2 separate regions of the Zea mays genome follow, and region 1 is linked to region 2. Evidence: chromatin contacts called from public Hi-C data. All regions are on one chromosome and are shown on one strand. The core of a region is the stretch at or near the end of the contact, and the rest is flanking DNA. Distances in the headings are between cores, read along the strand shown. Region 1 holds the start of LOC103630881. Region 2 holds the start of LOC118472159.

Region 1 (7,451 bases), core at 4,114-6,613, 600 kb before region 2:
GATTCCCTGCAGAGGCCCGGGCGTCGGTGTCGGCGTCTTCTCCGCGAGGCGGACCTCTCCCTCTCTCTCTCTGCGTTATCTCTCTCGGAGACGAACCCTCAGCGACGCCTGGTAGTTGTGAGCCGTTGGATGAGGTGGTCACGGGGCGCGTGCTTTATACCCAGGCGGTCCGTATCGCAACAAACCGAGCCAAAGAAGCTGGCGGCGGTTACGGTGTCCGCGAGTTTTTTAACGCGCTTGGTGCTCGCATCCGTCTGTTACGGGGGGGGGGGACATAGCTGACCAGTGTGGCCCACTTGGCGGTGACCGAGCAGGTGCACATGAGGCCGGCCGACGGGCCCCGCAACGCAGACTCTATGCACGCGCGGGTGAGGAACCGTGAAGCGGGCCCCGCCGGTAAGCGTGATGGCGCGGGGGAGTGGGTTGCCAGGATGGCTGGATAACTGGGCCGGCGTGGTTTTAAAGTGGAGTTGGGCCGGCGCGGGTGAATGATGAGAGGTGGTTTTGGGCCGAGTTGAGGGAATTTGACCCACGCATTTCTTCTCTTTTCCTTTTCTTTTTCTTTTTAGTTTCTGTTTTGTTTTCTATTTCAAATTTCCAAATTCTGAATGCAAATTCAACTCAGTTTTAAAATTCAAACCTCAGCTAAATGCACAACAAAACTCCAGCATGAGATGCATAAATTAATTTTTTTATTTAATATTTATTTAAAGGAAACATGTCTCACATACAAAACATAGATTAAAATAAACTCAAATTTTTATTTCTCCAAGAATTACCTAGTACTTTAAACCATATTTTAAGGGTTTACAATGTGTTAAACTTTAGCACCCTGCTAAAGTTTAGCACATAGGATCAAAACATGCCCATCAACAACCAACCAACCAACCAACCAGTACACTTGGAATTCAGTCTCAGGTCTCTGAATTGAATGTTATCTGCAACTAACTCAACTCTGCTTCCATTCTACCAGTCTGCTTCTCTGCTCTGCGTTTGACTGCTAGATGAGCCACCTGCACAAACCCATACACTCGTGCCTTTATTAAATGTCTAATAACCTTAAAACAACACATCCTCCATTTCCTTTTGTTTCTGGTGTATACATCTTGTTCATTCATTCATTGATAGGTGCGCCCAATCCTAAAAACCTTCTCCATCTGTGTTAAACAATGACCACATATATTCCATCAACTGGCAGCAAGACATCAACATCCTGGGGAAAGTGTCAAATGTTGTTGCTTCTACTAACAAGCAAACCACACGAATTCATTTCTCCCACAACACCAGCAGTACACTATCTTTATCCAAACTAAAATATCTTGACGGGTTGTTCTCATCCACTGCCAAATAAGTCTACCATCACAACAACAAACACACATCGCAATCACATCAGCCTAGATACCAATGGAAAATATCCAAGTGAGGCACGCACCTCTCTGGTGACGCCTTCAGAAAAAGAAAAAAATCAGCTAGATACCACAACATCCCCACCGGCATCACACACGCCTACGGCATGCCATTCCAGTCTCGCAAGTCACTGCTGTTGCATCATCCACCTACTACAAAACCTTCTTTCCACCTTCCTTCTAGGAGCAGCATGGGAAATATATGACATGTACTACACACAAATTGAATCAGAGTTTAACGCCACAACGCCACGATTGTGTCGTACTCCATTACAAACTGTATATCCCCAGATGCATAATCACACTAAGTTATTGGAATGCCAATGCTCACTTTCCTGCCTAGCTACTCAATGCTCAACACATATCTAGATACTGGGAATTATTGAAGAAACTGATGTTAGATGTCCCCCTTTCAATCACATTTTAAAAGCGTTTATACTAAATGTTCAAAGTAAAAAAAGAAGGATGTACTGCCCTGTGGTCGTACAATGTATTCGATACCATACGGGGCTTGGGCTCCCAGTATACAAATCCATCCTGTAGCTTTCAGTAAACAAACTATATTACACAAGTCGTCTCGACTCTGGACAAACTGATTGCAAACACTATCCTCAAAGGTATTTAAGTCAAGATGTAGAGACAATAGAGGTTAAACTGCCAAGACATAAAGACAACATGCAACTTATATCGAACTTAATTATTTGATCAAATTCTGATTCATATGTTGGCCCTTGCAGGTGTTCTTGGTCTGCTTGATAGCAGGGTGCAGCATCTGCTGGTTCAACACAGTCTGCTTTGTTCTCTGCATCCGCAACTTCTCTGCAAACAACCGCTCCCTAGCCCTCTCCCTCTCAATAAGCTTCAACGGGCTCAGCGCTGCCTTCTACACTCTCTTTGCAAACGCCCTCTCCCCTTTAGCCCTGTCTATCTGCCTCCTCCTCAATGCAATCCTCCCTCTTGGTGTCTCTATTCTTGCACTCCCAGTGATCCTCCTCTGCCACACAAATGACAGCCACCTCCAAAGTGCGCCCAGGCATAACAGGCGTGTCTTCCTCGGCCTCTACATCCTTGCATTCATCACTGGCATATATGTTGTGGTCTTTGGAACTTTCACCGCAACTGGCTCTACTGCATGGGTCATCCTCATAGGTGCCATGGTTCTCCTCGCCCTTCCTCTCATCATCCCTGCCTGCTCCAGTTCCTCATATGTGGATACAGATGGCCCTGACCCTGCATCGCTACTAAACCATGATGACCCACATCAGCCGCTCCTAATCAGAAACAATCATCAAATGGAGTCCAATGCGATGATGCTAAAACCAATGGAGCTCCAGATGCAGGGCAATTGTTGTGGAACAATAGTGAGCAAGGGCTACCTGGTGGCACTCGGTGAAGAACATAGTGCAAAGAAGCTCATTTGGTGTGTGGACTTCTGGCTCTACTACACAGCCTACTTCTGTGGAGCCACTGTTGGCCTGGTATACAGCAACAACTTGGGGCAGATTGCGCAGTCATTGCACCAGCAGTCACAGCTCACCATGCTACTTATTGCCTACTCATCCTGCTCTTTCTTCGGTCGTCTTCTTTCTGCACTACCTGACATCCTTCACAGGTATCTGTTTTGCTTTATATACAAACATATATGTCATCATATCACATGCTTCCTAACTAAAATTTGTATACAGGAAGGTGCCACTTGCTCGCACAGGGTGGCTTGCTGCTGCATTGGTCCCCATGCCAATGGCCTTTTTCCTTATGTGGAACCAACAAGATGCAAGCACCCTGGTAGCAGGAACAACACTAGTTGGTCTAAGCTCAGGATTCATCTTTGCTGCAGCAATGTCAGTGACCTCCGAGCTCTTTGGACCAAATAGCATTGGAGTGAATCACAACATCCTAATTACCAATATCCCGCTGGGCTCACTCCTCTATGGCCAGATTGCTGCCATGGTATACGATGGAAATGGCCAAAAGATGACAGTAGTGGATAACTGGACTGGCATTGTTGACACCATGATTATGTGCATGGGGGTGAAGTGCTACTCAACCACCTTCTTTGTGTGGGCTTGCATCACAATTCTAGGGTTAGCATCAAGCATAGTTCTATTCATACGAACAAAACCAGCTTATTCTACTGCCGCTAGCTGGTCAAGTTGTAAGCACCATCACCAAGTTTCCAGTTAAGTAGTTAACAGAGAAACTAGCTTGTACAAAATTTTGGTTAGTTCTAGCTGAAATGGGTTACATACAATACGTGAAATGAATACATTACAGGAGACATCAAGAGGATAGGAAACTATCAGCTTAGGAGGTGGTACGTTTGTACAGAACGAGTATTATTCCATTTACTGGGCATTAATACTAACAATTGGAGCCAGGTTGCATAAAATCCATTGGGAATTTTTGATGCTCATTGAATCGAGCTATGTGCAAACTCCTCCATATTTACTGTTGTTATGTACACCCTTTTGTTCCAACAAATGATGTTTAAAAAAATATCATAACTGAAAAGGATTACATGAGCAATCCATAGAGCATTCAATTATTGTACAGAGAAGCAGACAACTTTCACCCATTTCTATACCCAAAATCTGATGTTCTAATGTTAAAATATCATAAAAACAAGTGAAACCCAGTGTGATAGTGTACAATGTCCCCTCTTTTTTTTGCATCCCATGAAAAAAGCAGTTTATAACTGTCTTCGATAGCCCTTCAACGTGTTCTGGAAGCTACCATCCAGGCATCCAGCAATTTTAAAGAAGTCAAAAAATTGCAGATTGTTCAGCAAATGCAAAAGATCAACACTAATTTCTAATAGTACCTGATTCAAGGGTATACGGATGGGAACGCAGACACTTAAGACACATAACTCTTGACTATTTCTTCTGTTGTTCTTGTTCATCATGCTTTTGCCATGGATTGAGAGCTTCTCTCATAGCTTGGGCCTCTAGACTGCTTTCCCAAGCTCGTTTTTCTGACCCCAGGACAGTTACCTTCTCATCTGTAGCATAGGACCATAGAGGCAAAACATGTTTAAAAAAAGAGGCATTCTGATGCAGCAGCGAACAACAGAGAAACAAAATGAACTTGACAGGATGAATGGTACTAGGTAACTTCAACTAGTTATGTGGACACCAAAATATCAAATATTTGGATTGTTATTGATGGGAAGATGCACTGAACTGCACATAATCCGTCCAAGTATAATCACTATTTTGAAAATCTCAAAGAAACAACAAGGGGGGATTGGATGTTGAGCAGGTAGGGGGTGAGGGGAGGTAGAAGTGTACAAAAGCCCGTGTGGATCATGAAGAGCTCCATGGCAGCGCCAATGGAGGCCCCACCGCCGCAATCTTCAGGTACCACCCCGCGAACCTCATAATACGTCTCCCCCCAAGCGAATCCTCGGAGGCAGAGGCGGCCGGAGGCCACCGGAGTGAGCTGAGCCAGCGGTGGTTGCTTTGAGCAGAAGGCTCAAGGAGTGGAAGCCAAACTAATCCTGATCGTTGAGGCCAAATGAATAAGATCGATGAGCAGGATCAAATTCATTTCCCTTGCTGCCCAAACAAAAATGGGGGCCCACGGCCCACCGAGCCCAAAAAGGCTGGCCCGCATCGCGTTCAATCCTACCAATCGCACACTCCGACCCCTGTGACCAGACGCCCATGGCGGCGAGATTATTGCCATTACGGAACACGGCAGAGAGGGATTCGATGAAATGGAGGTGTAGGGAAATGCTTCGACCATTTGGAGGCGCAGACGATGGCAAAGTGCTGGTATGGACTTGAATCACCCATTAGCCGCTGCTCACATCGATTAAGTTGCTTGAGCTAACGTCGTGAGGTCCTTGCGTGCTCTGCCGTCGCTTTCCTCTTCTTAGCCGTGAGTTATGTTCTTCCTTCACATTCTCTCCCATTGGCTGGTGGTACGAGCATCATGGTAACGTGGCGGCCGGCATGGCTTGTGCGCGGAGCGATAATGCGGGAGACCAGTGTGGGCTCCATTCTCTCCTAGCTGGCTTGACTTCTAGGCATCTGGGGAGGAGCATGAGGGCAACAGTGACGCGCGGTGAGGGTTGTGACGCTGACGAGGCCTGCAGCCACCCGCGCACGCCCGAGCCCCATCCGTGGGGACCTCCTGCCGTTGCCACCGCCGCCGTTCTACTCTGCCTCGGTGGAGGAGTCTCCCACGATGCAAAAGTCATGGTGGTGGGAAGCCGGTCGTCACAGACACTGTCGACGAGGTGACACCCGATAAGGGGCCAGAGACTGAGATTAAGGGAGAGGAAGAGAATGAGGCCGTCGCGAGGCGTGGGGCTCCGGGGTGGCTGAGGCTTGACGGGGTTGCGGCGGACATCCTCGCCATCGCCGCGCCCGCCGTGCTCGCGCTCGCCGCGGACCCCATCACGGCGCTCGTCGACACCGCCTTCGTCGGACATATCGGTAATCCACTATTCTGAGCTTTTGTAATCCAATTCATTTCTTCATTTGAAACCTAGAATCATGCATGCCATACCTTGCTCTCACTCCGGCACGGCATTGTAAAATCTAGTTATCCTTTGTGTTATATGATGATGTGAAAAGCTCATGGGCCTGATGAAGGCCTAGATACAAAAATAGGGAAGACACTGGTTTTAGTAAACAATTAAGAGGGTGTCAACCGTTTCACCCATTTGATGAGAAAGAGTCTCTTATCAGGTTCGGCTCAGCTTGAGGCTGTTGGTGCATCGACTTCCATATTCAATTTGGTATCCAAGCTGTTTAATGTGCCGCTACTTAATGTCACCACATCCTTTGTTGCTGAGCAGCAGGCAATGGATGGCAATTCTAACACCACAAGGGAAAGTAAGCATTTCCATTTGTTTTCTGAAGGCTCTGTTGTTCACGTTACACTGATTAGTGTTTAGTTCTCACCTAGGAGATGAATTTTTGACACCAATAGAGAAGGTAAGGCAACAAAAGAAGGTTCTTCCGGCTGTATCAACATCCTTGGCTCTAGCTACTGGTATTGGACTGTTGGAAATGGTAGCTCTGATTGTTGGATCTGGGACCCTGATAAACATCATTGGTATACCCGTCGTACGTAAGACCAATTTATTCACATTTTTAGATTTCTAGGATCTATATTTCTTCCCTTGAACTTGGTATCAGCACTGGGTGTTAATATTCTTAGGTGTTTCATGTATATTTGGTTGGCTGTTGGTCTGAACCATCTGATGTCTATGTGCCTAAGTTGCTAATGAAATCTTTGCAAAAATCATTGTGCCTAAGTCACTATTCATAATGAAATATCTGAAAGTGCTTTCACCTTATTATATGAATCTAATGGGAAACTTGTCGACAAACATTTTCCTATCATGTCACACATTTGGTGCTGCAAAAATATAGCACTTCTAGACTATTTTACCTTGCCATTTTGTACGTGGTGGGTGGGCTTCTTGAATTCAGACTATGAAACCAGGTTTCCATGGTCTGTCAACTCAAAGTTTAAGGTTCCATAATGTTGCGACTGCTATGAGTTATACTTAATGACACCTTCTGTGACTAATTCTCTATATTATTACAGTTTTCTTTCAAAACACTCTTCACTGAACATAAGTTTTTCACTTTACTGTCAACACAGGATTCACCAATGCGAGCACCAGCAGAACAGTTTCTGACACTGAGGGCACTTTGTAACACCTCAATCTTATTTTTGGAATTTAGTAAAACTCTCAAAAGTTTTGAATTGAAATATCTTTTAATAATACTTCTCTTATTTTAAAGTTACACCTCCTAAAACAAATATGGTTTCTAATAAAGATTTAATAAAAATACCCCTATATGATTTTAGTTATCACTTTGTTGAAATAACATATTTATAAATATTCTCTAAATAATTTTATAAACTAGAGATTATATTTCTTAACATACCTATTCTCTATTTTAGTGTGTATGAATGTCATATTTAAAAGCCTTGCTTAGATAGGATAATAAATAAATAAATAAATAAATAAATAAAATCATACTTTGCATCCATGTTGGGATTTTTGTTTGTGCATCTAAA
Region 2 (7,250 bases), core at 380-2,879:
GTAACCTGCCTCATCCAGTGTAAAAGCCAACACTCGCTCACATTTCAGCTGGCAGAAATGAAAGGAGAGTTCAGAAAACTTCCATGTTATTTGTATTCTAAACGATACACTGCTGTGTTTATTTGAACCAATAAAATCACATTGTGAAAAAAATGCAACAAACGGGAGCATGCATCGGACATCATTCTCAGATAGACAGATACATACAAGTAAACTAAAAGAAAAACAGAATGCCAAGGATAATTAAGTAGATAAAGATCTATGGATCTACTAGGTGACAACCTGCGGCTTGCTTCCCGAGTGCCCAACAAATAGGATGCAGGCGGCGATAAGCGTGAGCACGACGAGGACCACGACGACGATGGCGAGACACTTGGCGTGGGGACGAGACACAGCTCCCACCGTCACCACCATGGACAGATACAGCCCGAGAGCTATCGCACAGAAGAAGAAGAAACCAACCGTGTTGAATGGCCCTACCATGAAGCGTCCGGCGATCGCCGTGAAGAGGCCGCCAGAACTGGCGATGCCTTGTGAAAGGTCCAGCAAATGGCCCAGGTATGGACTGTCCTCATCGTCTCCGATCATGTCCTGTGTGAAGGATGGCAACACGTGTCTGTCTGCCGCATGCCGCAGCTTCGGTTGGAGGAGGGCGACGACGGCGGTGAGGATGGCGAAGGCGTAGTATTTGTTGAATGACAGGATCAGAAGGCAGGTCGCCAGCTCTAGGAGGAGCTGAAAAAGGGTCCGCCATCCTACGCCAGGTGCCCCGGTCTTGGTAGCCTCGTCGACCCCTTCGCCTGGTCTTCGTCGGGCCCTTCGCCGGCGACAAACACCCATTAGTAGTCCTCCCGTGGCAGGCCAGACATTCAGATTGAACTCGTCGGCTCTCGTCCTCCGTCCTCTGGTCCTCTCTGGTGAGGTGTTCTTATTCTCCCCCCCCCTCTCCTAGGCCGCCTTCCTCCTTGGGCTTCTCCGTTGCTGCCGATAGCCATGTGATTTTGTTGCAATGAGGCTGTGGCGGGGGTGGGTTCCTGGGGTTGATGTTTCCTTTGAGCCGTTTAATGGAGATCGGTCCCATGGTGGTTTGGAGGCCCATTCGATGTGGGATGGGGCATAGGATGAAGACACATCGCCTCTAGCCAAATCAAGGGTGGAAACCGCTGTGCCGCAACTTGACCTAATCGGCTCTCCTTCGCTCCCTCACTTGGCCGCTTTACTTGCCTCGATCTGGTCATCCCCTTCCTCGGTGAGATCTAGTTTCAGTGGTGGGTGGAGGTGGGTGCCGATCCAGCCCCCGTCCTCGGAGGAGGAGTGGTCGAGGATTGGATCGGGGAGATCTCTGCCGGTTGCAAGGCGTGAGGCGATGGGTGCCAAAGGTTGGAGCCAAAAATGGGGCACTGGGAACAACAGGGAGGAGGCTCGCGATCCGCCGCAGTGGAGTAGAAACAGGAATCTGAGCTGGAGATTGAGGCCTCCCCCCTGGAAAGACGATCCCCAAAAAGGATGTAGCCGACTCTTCTTCCACTGGCGAAATGATCGTGCAAGGTAACCCTAATTTCTCCCTTCATTCTTCTGGGTCTGAGAATGAAATGGGGAGGAGATTTTTCTGCCAGAAGTGTGGGGAAGAAGGTCATCACGCAAGGGATTGCTGCAAGTCTCTTTGGTGTGAGATCTGTCGCAAGGACACCCATGTGATGGCTAAATGTGTTTGGCCGCGACAGATTAAGCCCATGATGCCGATTGTGGGCATGGCTGCAGATGGGCTAGGGTTCTTCTCATCCCAGTATGCTAAACCCAGTCTCAGGAAACCTAATCTATCTTGCTTGGGGTTGGTTAAGATTCTGGAAGGGTTTGTGTCTGCCTCTGAGCTTGAAAAGGATTTTAGCTTTCACTTTCCTTGGGGAAGAACTTGGAAGGCAGAGAAATGTCCAGCTGGTTATGTGATGCATTTTCCGTCTCAAGATAAGCTAGATGAGCTGAGTCAGTTTATAGAGGTCAAAATGAAGATGTCCGGAGCTAAAATCATGGTGCTGCCCTGGAACTGTCAGGCTAATGCGAAAGCAAGGCTGCATACTGTTTGGATGAGTGCGGAGAATGTGCTAGATGAGTTAAGACACTACCAGGCTATCTGCGAGCTGGGATCGATCTTGGGGGCTGTTGAGGAAGTGGATTTAAAATCTCTGGAGATGTCAGAGTCGGTCAAGTTTAAGGTTCATGTTAAGAGCATTAACATGATTCCAAAAATAGTGGAAGTTGGTGTCAAGCCTTTTCTGTTTGATGTGTATTTTAAAGTGGATTCAATTGTGGAAGAAGGGTGGAATGAGGAGAATTCGAATCTTGGTAAGAGAGTGAAATCCAATACATGTGTTTCTGAAGGATCTATGTCTAAATCGACAGGGAAAAAAGCTAGAAAGGAGTCTGTGGACGGCAAGGAGAAGAATGAGGTTGCTTCTTCGGCTGGCAAAGGTCACTCTAGAAAAACTGCTACTGTTACTGAGAGTGAAGGTCAAAAGATAACCCACAAAGGGGACAAAACACTGCAGCACAATGAAGAGGACAGTGGAGGTCAGGTTAACTTGGAGCTCAGTGAGGAGGATCTCCTTAGCTCTCAGGAATTGGCTGAGTTAGCTAAAAGTGTGGGTGTCAATCTGCAGTGCTCACAAGAAAGTGGGAATGAAAATTGCAAAGCTGAGAACACTGGTGATGGGGTGGTTGCTCAGAGAGATAAAAAAGGCAAAGCTAAAATGGCAGAGGGGTTTGAGGGGCTGAGGAGGAGCCCAAGACTTGAAGCTGATGATGATTTGAACATTACTGAGAAAGCTATCAACAGAGCTGAAGCTAAAGACACCTTCATACATAAAGGTAACTGCTGGAATCCCTTCTCTGTCTTAAATACTAAAGATGCTGTGCTAGTAGACCTTGCAAATTCGTTAGGTGTGTGCCTAGGAAATAATAAAAATGAAATAGAGCTCAGTCTTCAGGACATAAAAATGCTTGAAGAAACCAAATTAAATGTTATGTTGAACTCAAGTGGTGGTAGACAGGACTCTTCTCCTCTGGTTCTTTCTGAAGATCGTGACGTAGTCTCTTCACAGCCCATTGATGACTCTCAAAATGACATGGGAAATGTGTCTGATGAGGACTTTTTCCTTAATTTAGAAAAGGAAAGTGCCTTGGACATGGTTTACATAAGTGGGTCCAAAAAATCAAAAGGGAAAAAACATTTTCCCTTTGCTGCCAAAGGCTCCTCTAGCAAGAGGAGAAAAAAAAGGGCAAGGCTCACTCTCAATATCCTAGTTTCCTATGAAAGGCATCATATGGAATTATCAGGGTTTGAAAAAAAAGGCAAATATGAGTTTATCAAGGAACTCACAAGTGAAGAGAAGTTGGATTTTATTGGTTTACAGAAAATCAATAGGAAAGTCTTTAATCAGAATTGGTTGGATGGTCTGTGTGGCACTAGGAGTTTTATTTGGGTCTCTGCTGAACCCAATGGGAGATCTGGTGGGTTGCTGTCGGGCTTTAACTCTGATACCTTTGACATTCTTAGTCACAAGTGTGGTAAGTTTATGATCAGCAGCCTTATCACTCACAAAAGAGAAGAATTTTTCGTGGATTTTTTTAAATGTATACGGTGCTGCTCAAGAAGTCAGTAAAAGGGATTTTTTATGTGAGCTGGCCTCCTTTTGTCATAGTTCCTCTCTCCCCCTTCTTGTTGGTGGGGATTTCAATATCATTAGAAGAGAGAGTGACAAAAATAAGCCTGGGGGTACTAATAAATGGAGCTTTCTCTTTAATGCAATTATTGAGCAATATGGCTTGATTGAGTTGGATTTGGTTGGTAGACAGTACACTTGGTCCAATAACCGTTTAGACCCTACCTTTGAAAAACTTGATAGGTTTTTGGTAAGTCCAGAATGGGATTTGGCGTATCGGAGTGTGATGATTTTTGGTTTAAATAGGTCCTTTTCGGATCACTCCCCTTTATGTCTTGACACAGGCGACCGTGCCCCTATTAATAGGATCTTTAGATATGAATTGTGTTGGAATTCTAGAGCCGATTTTCGCCAGGTAGTGACTAACAGCTGGTGTCTCCCGGTTAGGAGTAGGTGCAGTATTGATGTGTGGAAAGAAAAAATAAAGAGACTCAAAAAGACTTTGAAAGGGTGGCACTGTAATGTTGAAGGAGCTTATAAAAAAACTAAAAAGGAATTGATTCAGAAAAAATCAATTCTTGGGACATTGAGAGTGAATGTAAGATCTTGTCTGAATCGGAAAGACAAGAAAAATTGCAATGCGAGCTTGCCTTGAGATCAATTATTTCTGAAGAAGAAATTAAAATGAAATAGATAGCTCGAGAGAAACAAGTGGTTGAAGGAGATGGGAATACAAAATATTTCCATTTGAAAGCTAAAGGGAGAAGAAGAAAGATTAGAATTCAATCTCTTTTTCATAATGGTTCTGTTGTCGTGGGTGAAATGGAGTTGAACAAAGTGGCTACTGACTTTTACAAAGAGCTGTTTGGTCCTTCGAATATTTCTCACATTAGCATGGGAAACCTTAACTTGACCCAGCTAGATGAGAATGATAGAAATTTTCTTACTTCCCCTTTCTCTTATGATGAAATTAAAATGGTGATTGACTCGTTAAAACACAATAGTGCTCCGGGCCCCGATGGTTTGCCGGCGGAATTCTTCTAGACCTTCTGGGATATTATAAAAAAGGATATGTTTGCATTGTTTGTAGATTTTTATAATGAAGTGCTTCCCATAGAACGTCTGAATTTTGGTGTGATTACTTTGCTTCCTAAGGTTGAGAATGCGTCTGAGATGAAATATTTTAGGCCAATTTGTCTGTTAAATGTTTGTTACAAAATCATTACTAAAGTTCTGAACAATAGGCTTGCTTGTTGCATCAAAAAGGTGATTAGTGATACTCAGTCTGGTTTTATTAGAGGGAGGTATATTCTTGATAGTGTTGTTGCCCTACATGAGATTTTACATGAAGTGAAAAGGGGTAAACAAAGTGGTATTTTGTTAAAAATAGATTTTGAAAAGGCTTATGACAAGGTTAATTGGCAGTTTTTATATCAAATGATGATTATGAAAGGTTTTGGAGTTAAATGGTGTGACTGGGTTATGAGAACTGTCAGAGGTGGCAAGGTGGCTGTTAGGACAAATGACTTAACTGGTCCTTTCTTCTCTACTCACAAAGGGGTCAGACAGGGTGACCCCTTTTCTCCTCTTCTTTTCAATCTTTCTGCGGATGGCCTTTCTAATTTAGTTAGAAAAGCTCAGCAAGAAGGCTTAATTACTGGGCTCATTCCTCATATTGTAGATAATGGGGTGGTAAATCTCCAATATGCAGATGATACCATCTTCTTGTTGCAAAATGACTTGGGTATGGCTAGGAATCTGAAGTTTATCTTACTCTTGTTTGAACAAATGTCGGGCTTGAAAATAAATTTTCATAAAAGCGAGGTGGTCTGCTTTGGTGATGCAGTAACTCTTAAGGATTCTTTTGTTGAAATCTTCACTTGCCCTTACAAAGAGCTGCCCCTGAAGTATTTGGGTATCCCTATTGATAACAAGAAAATTGGTTGCTCCCTTTGGCTCCCCACAGAAGAAAAGGTGGAAAAAAAGTTGGGAGCCTGGAAGGGGAGGTTTCTTAGCATGGGGGAAAAGTAACTTTGCTTAATAGTTGTCTGGCTAATGTGCCTTTATACATGTTGTCTCTTTATCCAGCTCCTAATCTGGTTCTAAAAAAGATAGACATGTATAGGAAAAGGCTGCTTTGGCAAGGGGGTTGTGCTACTAGAAAGTACCACTTGGTCGACTGAGACACAGTTTGTCTCCCAAAGGACCAAGGGGGTTTAGGGTTGGTGGACTTTAAATGCATGAACATCAGCCTTTTAACCAAATGGTTGTGGAAATTAGATTCTTCTGATGGGCTGTGGCAGAAGATTGTCAAAGCTAAATATCTGAAAGGAATTCCTTTAGCTTTGGTGAAAAAAGGACCCAATGACTCCCACTTCTGGAAAGGGTTAATGAAGGTTAAGGATCATTTCCTTAAATACAGAAAAAAAATCATTGGGAATGGTGAGGACACCAGTTTTTGGTTTGACACCTGGTGTGGCGATTCCCCCCTGGCTGTAAGATGTAAAAGGCTTTTTGACTTAACCTTTGATAAGAATATTACCGTGAATTGTGCTCTTCAGTCTAATCTCAATTCTTTGAGTTTTAGAAGAATTTTGGGGCCCGAAACCACCACTTTATTTGAAACCCTCTAGATTATGTGTGAGAACTTTGTCTTATCAAATGAGAGGGACAAAGCTATTTGGACTCTAGAGAATAAGGGGTTCTCTGTCAAGTCGCTATATTCTCGTATCAGAAGTGATGCTGTGAAAGTCCCTTATAAATTTCTCTAGAAAATTAAGTTTCCTCAGAAAATAAAAATTTTCCTATGGCTTCTTCTGAAGGATGGTATCTTGTCTAAGGAGAATCTCTTAAAAAGAGGTTGGGTGGGTTCCTCGGATTGCAGCTTTTGTGGTATCTGTGAATCCTCTCCTCATCTTTTGTTTGAGTGCTTTGTTGCGAAGTTTATTTGGAGAATTGTCCAGGTTGCCTTTAATTTGTCTTCTACTCCTTCTACAACTGCTCACTTGTTTTGTGATTGGATTCAATCCTTTAACAAATCTGTTCGCAATCTAGTGCTGGTGGGTTGTGGGGCAGTTTTATGGGCAATCTGGAGAACAAGGAATAATGCTTGTTTTAATGGCAAGTTGGTTTTTGATCCTATAGAAGTGATCTATAGCTGTTGCTTTTGGCTCGATGCTTGGTCTGTTTTGCAGAGCGAGACAGCAAGAGAGATGCTGCTGGAAGGAAGCTTGCGAATTCGAAGGACGGTAAATGAGTTCTTTGCGCGCGCGAAAGGATGGGCTCCTGTGTCCAGAAGGATCGTGGGTTGACAAAAAGTCTTTGGCCCTGTCTTGCTTATTGATGTGTGGTTGCAGTTTGGTAGTTCTCTGCTGGCTCTTGGCTGCTGGTTTGTAATATATCGTTATGTTAGCTGATGAATGGTCGGCTTTTGATACTTTCCATCGTTAGGTCTTTATCTCGTGTGTGAGTTTCGCTAAGTCGAACTCAATAAAATCGCTAGTGACTTCACAGTCTGTAGTAAGGCTGTCCAGTAGTTGATCGTCGGTTAGGCGTTTGAGGTCTATGGTACCTTAAGTTCGCCGCCTGGAT

Evidence for each region. A called contact is a pair of places that touch in the nucleus more often than the background predicts.
Region 1: a Hi-C map of tassel shows a contact between it and region 2, with 2.3 times the contacts expected there. The contact joins the promoter of LOC103630881 here to the promoter of LOC118472159 in region 2. A contact is called at or near these places in 2 of 25 Hi-C or Micro-C datasets (ear and tassel).

The regions. Positions count from the first base shown.
Region 1 is chr6:19,397,697-19,405,147 of Zm-B73-REFERENCE-NAM-5.0, reverse strand. It overlaps LOC103630881, which reads left to right and starts at 5,363. Exons shown (of 12, transcript XM_035960265.1): 1 at 5,363-5,369; 2 at 5,498-5,848; 3 at 6,104-6,250; 4 at 6,324-6,484; 5 at 7,029-7,074. The coding sequence starts at 5,363. It also overlaps the pseudogene LOC100277558 and the pseudogene LOC109940319.
Region 2 is chr6:18,791,146-18,798,395 of Zm-B73-REFERENCE-NAM-5.0, reverse strand. It overlaps LOC118472159, which reads right to left and starts at 1,629. Exons shown (of 1, transcript XM_035959882.1): 1 at 59-1,629. The coding sequence starts at 840. The coding sequence ends at 271. It overlaps LOC103629048, which reads left to right and starts at 1,214. Exons shown (of 2, transcript NM_001357028.1): 1 at 1,214-2,865; 2 at 6,854-7,250. The coding sequence starts at 1,536. The coding sequence ends at 6,915.